Linked DNA regions of Mus musculus: region 1 is linked to region 2. A link is a contact called in public Hi-C data. All regions are on one chromosome and are shown on one strand. Each heading gives the region's core, a stretch centred on a gene start, on an enhancer-like site or on the middle of the called end of the contact. The rest is flanking DNA. Distances are from core to core; before and after follow the strand shown.

Evidence for each region. Hi-C and Micro-C count contacts between places; a contact is called where the count stands out from the background.
Region 1: a contact with region 2 is called in a Hi-C map of bone marrow-derived macrophages, with 10 read pairs. The contact joins two enhancer-like sites.

Annotation. Positions count from the first base shown.
Region 1 is chr2:46,364,057-46,368,480 of GRCm38.p6, forward strand. No RefSeq gene overlaps it. Among named protein-coding and RNA genes, the nearest start is that of Gm13470, 77 kb to the right of the region's middle. Within about 2 kb of position 1,950, at least 25 of the 459 cell types and tissues checked have an H3K27ac peak or open chromatin away from gene starts, as enhancers often do. A contact at or near this core is called in bone marrow-derived macrophages, where this site is marked.
Region 2 is chr2:45,652,120-45,656,564 of GRCm38.p6, forward strand. No RefSeq gene overlaps it. Among named protein-coding and RNA genes, the nearest start is that of 1700019E08Rik, 42 kb to the right of the region's middle. Within about 2 kb of position 2,787, at least 6 of the 459 cell types and tissues checked have an H3K27ac peak or open chromatin away from gene starts, as enhancers often do. A contact at or near this core is called in bone marrow-derived macrophages, where this site is marked.

The DNA of each region.
Region 1 (4,424 bases), core at 700-3,199, 710 kb after region 2:
ACAATTATGGACCATGATGTAGAAATACAAACAAACAAACAAACAAACAAACAAAGCATTTCCTACTCAGCTTATTATTAGCCCATGGTGTTTTTTCACAGCAATGCCAAATTCTTTCTAAATTCTGAATTCAAATGCCATATAGATGAGACACTTTGAGACATAAATGAATTATCCAAATGACAAAGGAGTTTTAGGTATTTGACAGAAGGTATAATGATCCCTTGACAACGTGACCTGGCAATTATTATTATGTCATGTTGATACGACAAAATATTAAGAAAGCTTTATATAATCTTCTATATAACTGTCAACTACAGATTCAAAAGGAATAAAAGCAACTTCTGAAAGATTAGTGTAGCAGCTTTCCACAGTTGAAAAGAGCATTAATGTTATAGTCACCATTCCTCAGTTCTAACTCCATGAGGACAGATAAAAAAGTCAAAATTAAATATGGCACAGAAAATTCTGAGTTAAGGATATGGGGTAGCAGTCTATGTTGCATATGACTCAGATGTGATTTTGTAGAATGGAAAGTATTGCTAAGTAATAAATTCATGTTGAGTGATACAATGAAACTCGTAAACTATAGACAAAACAACAATTCTAAGAGCCTTTATTTTAGGAATACTATTAACAAAGGGGTTAGGATTTAGCCATGTCTATTACTTTGACATCCTTTATCTTTCTACCACTGATGGGCGTTGAAGTGGTATGAATATGTTTTGTAAAGTTTTGCTAACACTAGAGTTGGACTAGTTTGTTGAAGAACTGAGCAGTTCAAATACTAAAGAGTGTTGAAGACTCCTCACAGAACAATTCCCAAGGTCACGATTTATGTAAAATCACCACTGCAAATATTGAAAACAGTCAAATTGTATTTTCTATAAAACTTAAAAGGAGACCCTTCTTCCCCTAGTTGTTTCACATCCTTCTGAAGGCTTTAAAGCATAAATTTCTTGCATGTTCCTGTAGGATGAGCCATGCAAGATCATTTATAGGAATAGAGGGAAATAAAAGTTGTTATTGAAAAAGGAAAATAAAAGTCATAGAGAATTAAATAATTTTCATAGAATATCATCTTAAATATTTTAATTTTTCTTCTTCAGAGCAGAAATTAAGTTTTAAAAATTCTGTTTACATACTCATCCACTGATTAAATTCAGTTTTGTTACCCTTTGATTGTTCTTTGATTTTCTATTGTTAAGTGTCTTAACTGTCTTATTCTTACAATGAAACCATCAGTACTGGAAATAAAGTGACTTAGAATTTTTTGGAACTGTCACATTAAAGGTATAAATAGCTATTGTCCTGGCATTTTATTCAAAGACTTCTTGACAAGGAAAAATCAAATAAAGCAAAAAGAGTGTAGTCTATTTAACTTTCAGAGTTTATTGTAGGTGAGTACGTATCTGATCTGTGGAACTGGCCTATTCCCTACAAACCTGAACTGAGCCAGGAATGCTGGGCTCAATATTTCTTGTTATCATTCCAATAGTACTATCTTGGGAAGAAAGTATTTCCAAGAAAGCATGTTCAGTTCTGGAAATGCTAATGGGTTGGCAATATTCCCCCAAGTATTTCTAACTTGAGGCAAGGAATGAGGGCAGAGTGCAGCTAGTTACTGAGTTGTGGTATTTGCATTTCCTAAATTCTGCAAAGTACTTATCTACTATTCCCCAGTGTTTTGCTTTCCTGTGAAACAAGACTATTCCTGGGAATTTGAAGCAGTTTACGTGTTTAAGGTGGTGCTGAGAATCCTGCTGTTGACTATGCCAACCTAACACACACACACACACACACACACACACACACACACACACACTGAAATCAAACATTGTTTTCCAACCAGTAAAGAGGAAGTAGATACAGATTTGAGTTTCTTTAGGGACAAGATCATGCTGAGAGGCAAATGAACGGCCACTGTGGGGAATTTATTTCTCCTGCTGAAAAAGCAAAGGCTAATAATAATTGAGGTTGATTTGCAAAGTGCACAGCTTCACAACAATCATATGATACCTAGTAATTCTGAAATTGAAGTAAAAAAGGAAGCACTTCAGAAGCCGGAATTATGAAAATCAAGAAGTTGCTTAAAATATTTGAGGGTGTGCTTAGAGAATTAAATGCCATATGCTTTCTTTGCTTCTGAAGAGAGACTGTGTTTTCTCTTGGAACAAAATGCACACGCAGGTGTTTGATAGAGAGTTTAAAAGCTATCAAGAAGAGCCAGAATGTTTGGGGTTTGGGGTAGGAGGTGTTAATTTGGGGAAAGTGATGTGTGCTGGGGGTGGAATGGAGGAACAAACAGTAGGGAGAAAAAACATTTGCTATGTTTGCGAGTTGGGTAGTCTTGTTAGAATTAGAATCTAGCACCTGACTTTAAGCTTACCTTTTTTCATGAAGTCAGATTAGGACGATACTCTTATTTCCCACCCACCCCCTTTGGAATCACTGGTGTTAAAAAAATAATAAATATTTTCTTGTTCATAAAGTAGGCTGGATTTGTTCCCTTTACAGACTGAGGTAGATAGTTATAATCCATTCTCTGATGAAAAATTGAGGGCATTTATATGCTTCTTTCACTGCTAAAATAATAAGTTGGCACAGCAAGTTATCAGATGTTAGATACTTGAAGTATCAATACTATAATCTTGTTGGTGAAGCATATATTATATCTGTGTTGGAATCTCTGAGATATCCTCAATGCAAATGGACCCAGGGTCTTACAGAATAGACTGTCTAAGATTTCATATCTATGATCTGAGAACATGCTAAAACAAGAAAAAGTGGGAAAATTTAACTAGACAGAATTAGGCCCACTCCACATATTTTAGGATATTTCAATGACTTTTGTTATATCATGCAGATTATAACCATTGGGTATACTATGTGACATCCAGAGTTCAAGGCAAAAATAATAAATTAAGCCATAGTGAACAGTAACATAAAGTGAGATGATAGTTTAAAACAATTGGCAGGATTCTTTGGAGAAAGATTTTATAAAGTGATTTGTTCAAAGCACTCCTCATTTTTAATTAATTTCATTTATTCCTTCTATTCTGGAAATTTTCATAAGTAAAAGGGATAAAGATTGAAAAAAATCTTTCAAAGCTATTCCATTATATTAAATACAGACATGTAAGAGTGAAAGATTCACCCATGATTAAGATAAACTAATCATTTTAATCTCACAGTTATTTTAATTATAATTTTAAAAATCCAAATTAATTTATTTTCCCAATATACTGTTTTTATATATACATATATTTGTACAATTTGCATTAGAAAAGAAAGCCTTAATATATTATCCATTATACTTCATTTTCTGAGATTAACATACAAAAGTTTCATGTTTTATATTTTTTGTGAAAGATGCATTTAATAAAATGTTTTAAAACAAAATGACTGAAAAAAATTCTCAATAGTTCTTTTTGTGATTCATGGATGATAAAAAACAAGCTGTTAAAACCCTGTAACAATGATTTCTGTGAAATATAAGCCTACATCAGAATTTACTTTTCACAGATAAGAATGCAAAACCTCTTTACCTCTGAGAGTTCTGCCACACACTCACAGCTGCTGTGTGTTAGAGGCCCTTGCAGGTGCTATACTTAATGAAAACACCCTGATTTTTCAACCAGTTTTTGATAGATTTGTTTCAGCAACTCAGAAGAAACTCCAAAGCATTAAGGAAACAAAACAAAACAAAACAAAACAAAACAAAACAAAACAAAACACATATTATTTTAGACCCGTATTGTTAAGATATTTGAATTCTGAACAGATTTAAAAGTCTATAATATGTGGTGTTTTTGTTATGAGTCTCATTATCTGAAAATAACTGTGGAGTTAGATTAAAGGTGTTAAAATGTTTTTTGACCTTTTTTTATTTTTTTTAAACTGGTAAATTCCCAAAACAAATATCTCAATAACATACCATCAAGCCAACCGGTGCTAATGTTCATTATTTATCAGGTCTGCTGATCAATCTGGCATATTGAACAATTACAACTTTCCTTCCCCAATGTTTACATTTGCTTATTATAATGTAAGTGGAGGAACCACTCCTTTCTTAGATTTGTGATTTTAACTTCAAGACTTTCAAATATAGACAATTATTTAAAAAAATTTGCTTAATCTGGACAATTTGACAACTTTAAGTAATAATACATTAAAAATGAAGAATACCATATTTATAATCATAAAGGTATCTACTTAAACAGTAGATTTAGTGTTATAATAAGTTATTGCCTTTTTTTTTACTTAATCAAAGATTAAATTAAGTGGGGGAAAATAATAAGACTGGAGAAAAGTTTTTTTCAAATAGTCTTTTTCAGATAAACGATACGAAGGAAAAATTCTTTGTTAGTATTACTTACGGGTTGTTCTGCTGATAAACACACTAGCTGCCCTTGAAGAGGACC
Region 2 (4,445 bases), core at 1,537-4,036:
TTTAAAAATAGGATGGCATGTCACATATATGGGACAAGAAGCATACAAATCCTTTACATCGGAGCATAATCTAGTTGCATATGTATTGAACCTACCTCTCTATATAATAGTGGCCTCAGTATATTTAGCAACAAATTAGTAAAATGTGACTTTAAAAAAAAATTCCAAGAGAAGTGCACTTTGCCAAATGATTCTTATTAAAAGAATGTACATAATGTATATAATGGTAGGCATTGGATTCAGTGGCCCCTCTTTTGGATGCAATTCAAGGGTCTTAATTATAGACAGTTTCAGAATGTCCTTGACTCTAATCTATGTCAGGCATCTGATAAACTATTAACACAAGTGTAAAGGAAGCATATTGTCGAGTTCCAATATATTATTATTTAATTATATTTTAATTTTCCACTGACAGATGGAATCCCCTTTATATGCCACCCTGTTGCTCTCTGCCTCATCTTAATATTCTGTGTTTAAATAACATGAATTTCCACATCTCCGTCCAAAGTAAGTGCTTCTAGATGAAGAAGAATGTGTCCTCAAAAAACTGGAAGCATTGAGAACTCCTAGGACAGAGTTTTCAGTGTGAACTTGGGCATAATTGAAAACTAGTAGATTATGTTCAGTGTGTGCATGTATATAGGAGGTTGTGAATTGGAGGCATGGAATAGTATTTTTAGACATTCTTATCTAAAAGTGAATTTTTTTACTCTCTTATGATTTCTGCCTTTTAAATAAGTTTATTCTCTAGAGAATCATAATAAAGAAGGAAAGAATAAATGGTGGTATTAAAGCACTTACTGAGCCTGGGTACTTGTTGAAACTTGTTAACACTGAATGGGGTGCCTTTAAAAAGAGTTTCCCTTTTATTTATTGTCCTCTTATGTGTTGTTCCTGATTGCAGTTTTCTATCCTTCTCTCCCCTCAGACTCTTCCCCAACTCTTCCCTTTCGGCTTGGATCTACCCCCCCCCCACACCTCCTTCAAAAGAGAAGGCCTTCCAGAAACAACAAGCAAGTATGACACAATGACCTGCAGTAAGACAGGCACATACTCTCACATCGAAACTGGATGAGGCAACCCAACAGGAAGAAAAGTTTCTCAAAGGCAGGCAATGGTCAGAGAAAGCCCCAGCTCCTGCTGTAAGGAATCCCACAAGAACAGCAGACCATACACATACCAACATACCATAAATGCAAAGGACCTATATTCGATCCATACAGGCTCCCTAATCTCTGTGAGCCCTCTTGAGTCCTGATCAGTTGACTCTGTGGGCCATTCTCATGGTGTCCTTGATTCCTCTGATGGTGCCAATACTTCCGCTCCTTCCTCTGCAGGATTCCTGAGTTCTGCCTAAAGCAGGTAGACACAAAGCTTTAAGAATAAGTAAAAGACTTTGGTAGTTACTTTTGCTAGTGTGTTGTCAGGAAATTTCAGCTGTATTGGTTATTCAGAAACTGAGCAATCTGTGAGAACTCTGAGGCTTCAAAGTCTTAGATATTTTCCTGTTCTGTTGTGAACTTTACTTCCAAAGAGAATAGCAATGGTAACGATCAAAGACAATTTTAAGGCAATTAGTTAATATCCTAGGTTTTCTGTTTCTGTTGTCTCTCTCTCCCTCTCTCCATCCCCCTTTCATCTTTTTTTTTATTATTTGCTTCATTCTGTTACCAGTTCCTATACAAACTCTCTCTTCCATACCTCAGGGGTAACTCTTTACTTTAGATTATTTACTTATTTATTTACTTATTTATTTATTTTTATTGTTGTTGGTGGTGATGGTGGTGGTGGTGGTGGTGGTGGTGTGTGTGTGTGTGTGTGTGTGTGTGTGTGTGTGTGTTCAGCCATATGTTTTCCATGACTACAGCAATTATGTGGGAGTTAGAGGACAACTTTTGGAGTTGGTTGTCTCCTACCTTTGCTTCCGTTGCTTTTGAAATCAAATCACCACTTCCCCTCTTACCATCAGGTTAAATATGTCTTGGGACAATTGGTGCAAGACAATTATCCTGGCTAGCTTGTTGTCAACTGAACACAAATTAGAGATCTGCCTGGGAATAGACATCTCAACTAGAAAAATGCCTCCATCAGATAGCTTGTAGGTAATCCTGTAGCACATTTTCTTGATTAATGATTGATGGAGAGAGGGCAGCCACAGTGTGGGTTCTGTACTACACCTGGGAAAGGTAGTCCTGAACTGTAGATAGAAAGCATGGTGAGGTAACTAAGGCTCACAGGTCACTGCCAAAGACAGAGCAGAAAGACTGTAAATGCCCGAGGAATGGGGAACCTGGGAATGTCGGAATCAGTACTCATAATGTCTCTCCAACATGGTTCCCTGTTCAACAGGAAGACAGCAGTAGACTTGCTAATGTGGACAGCTGACAGCTGGCATGGGAGAAGCTCACTAGGTGACAACCGACACTAAAAAATCAGCATGCAACTAACACCAAATGGTTATCTAATTCCAAATGGTCACCTCTGGAAAAAAAAAATATATATATATATAGTGTGTGTGTGTGTGTGTGTGTGTGTGTGTGTGTACACACATAATATTATATAGACTGAGAAAGTTGCACTTATATATGTAGGAATACATATTTATTTGAAATAATAGTTAATAATTTAAAAGAGAGTAAGAAAGAAGGTACAGCAGGGTTTGTGGGTAGGGAAAGGAAGAAGTGACATAATTATAATCTCAAAAAATGATTTTAATAGGAAGAGGAAGAAGGCAAGCAGCCTGAGTAAGCCATATGGAAAATCCAGTAACCAGTGCTACTTCACACTTCTGCTTAAGCTGCTGCCCTTGGTGTCCTACCCTGCTCAGTTCCTGCCCTGTTTTCACTCTGTGATGGACTATTACCTTGGGAAGTTTAAGATGAAATAAACCCTTTTCCTTTGAGGATTTTTTTTTTTTTTTGGCAATGATATCTTATTCCAGCTATTGAAACCATCAAATATTTTTTCATTGGGTAAGAAACTCTAATTTTCCCTTTTATGTATTTCTTAACTTTTGCAATTGATGCTCTCAGCTCCAGCTTCTCAACTCCACTGAGGATGCAGTGGGAACACTAAGGGACACTTGGTATAAGGCAACCGAGGAGGTAAAGACAAGATGGCTTGCTCTGTCCACTGTACAGTGTCAGACAAATGTTCCCAAGTAGGCATACAGTGGTGTGAATTTTTCTTTTCATAGAAAAAAATCAACCAGGCCTTTAAAATAAGACTTTTCTAATTTTACACATTTGCAAATGATTCAATATTTTCAAGAACACATGGAAATCCAAACCTTTGAGCCTGTTTTAGCTTATGTCCATCAGGTGGTAACAGGATTGTTGTCTGCCTATTTTTGAAAGATAACTGTCTTTTTTTTTCCTGCTGATCGAGCCTGGCTTTATGGATTTTTGTCTATTGAGTCACAGGAGTGAAGAACATATGTTAGCTGATTCATATCTATTACACTTCCATATCCATCTCTATTATACCTGCACACTTCTTTTCAAGGAAACAGACAAAGGAACTGAGAAATGGTGGCTGGTAGAAGTTCAGGATTCATGATCTTAGATAATGTTTCAATTTGCTTTTTAATATGTGACAAGGAGTCAAGTGTCTTTGGCTGCCTCTAAGTAACAAAATGGCCTTGAACTCTCCATTCTTTAATCCTTCTACCCTCAAGAGTTTAAATTTCAGGTAAAGGAATTTTCCATTTATTTTCAAGGTACTAAATGAATCATTGTTTTCCATTTCATGCACTCATAATATGTGTGTGTGTGTGTGTGTGTGTGTGTGTGTGTGTGTATACAGGCTTATAGAGACACAGTGACACACACAGATAGATAGACAGACACACATACAAACATTAAGTGTGGAAAGTAACCTGATTCCTTATTATACATACACAAGGCATTTCCTGTCATTTGGCCTTTTGACATTCCCAGTATGCTCCATAGCTGATCCTGGAAGGGGATTTTATGTAGTTTAAATCACTTGAAGGAAAAATAAAAGAAAAAAAAAAAAAAAAAAAAACAGAACGGCAAGCCTGGAATCTCATTTCTTTTTTCTCTGGGGAATATCCTTGTACTAAATTGACATCAACACATGATAGAAATTGGTCACTCCCTGATATAGTCATTCAGGAATTTTTGCTATTTTAAGGCCTATTATTATTTCCAGCAGTTGCTACTTCATCATTCAGCCAAATACAGTCATCTAGAATTGCCTGACATAACAGTAGTTCTGTCATTGGCTGTAACTCCCTAGTAGTCAGACCTGCTACTTACTTCTGCCATGGTCTCAGCAAGAGCTTGTGGGTTAGGGGTCTAAGAAGAAATGCAGTCCAGTCTGTTTTCTTGTCTCTTCTTTGGCATTTTCTAGAAATCTAGGCTTGTCTGGTAATCCTGAGCAGCCTATATAAATAAAGTCAAACTGACTTTGAAGACATACCC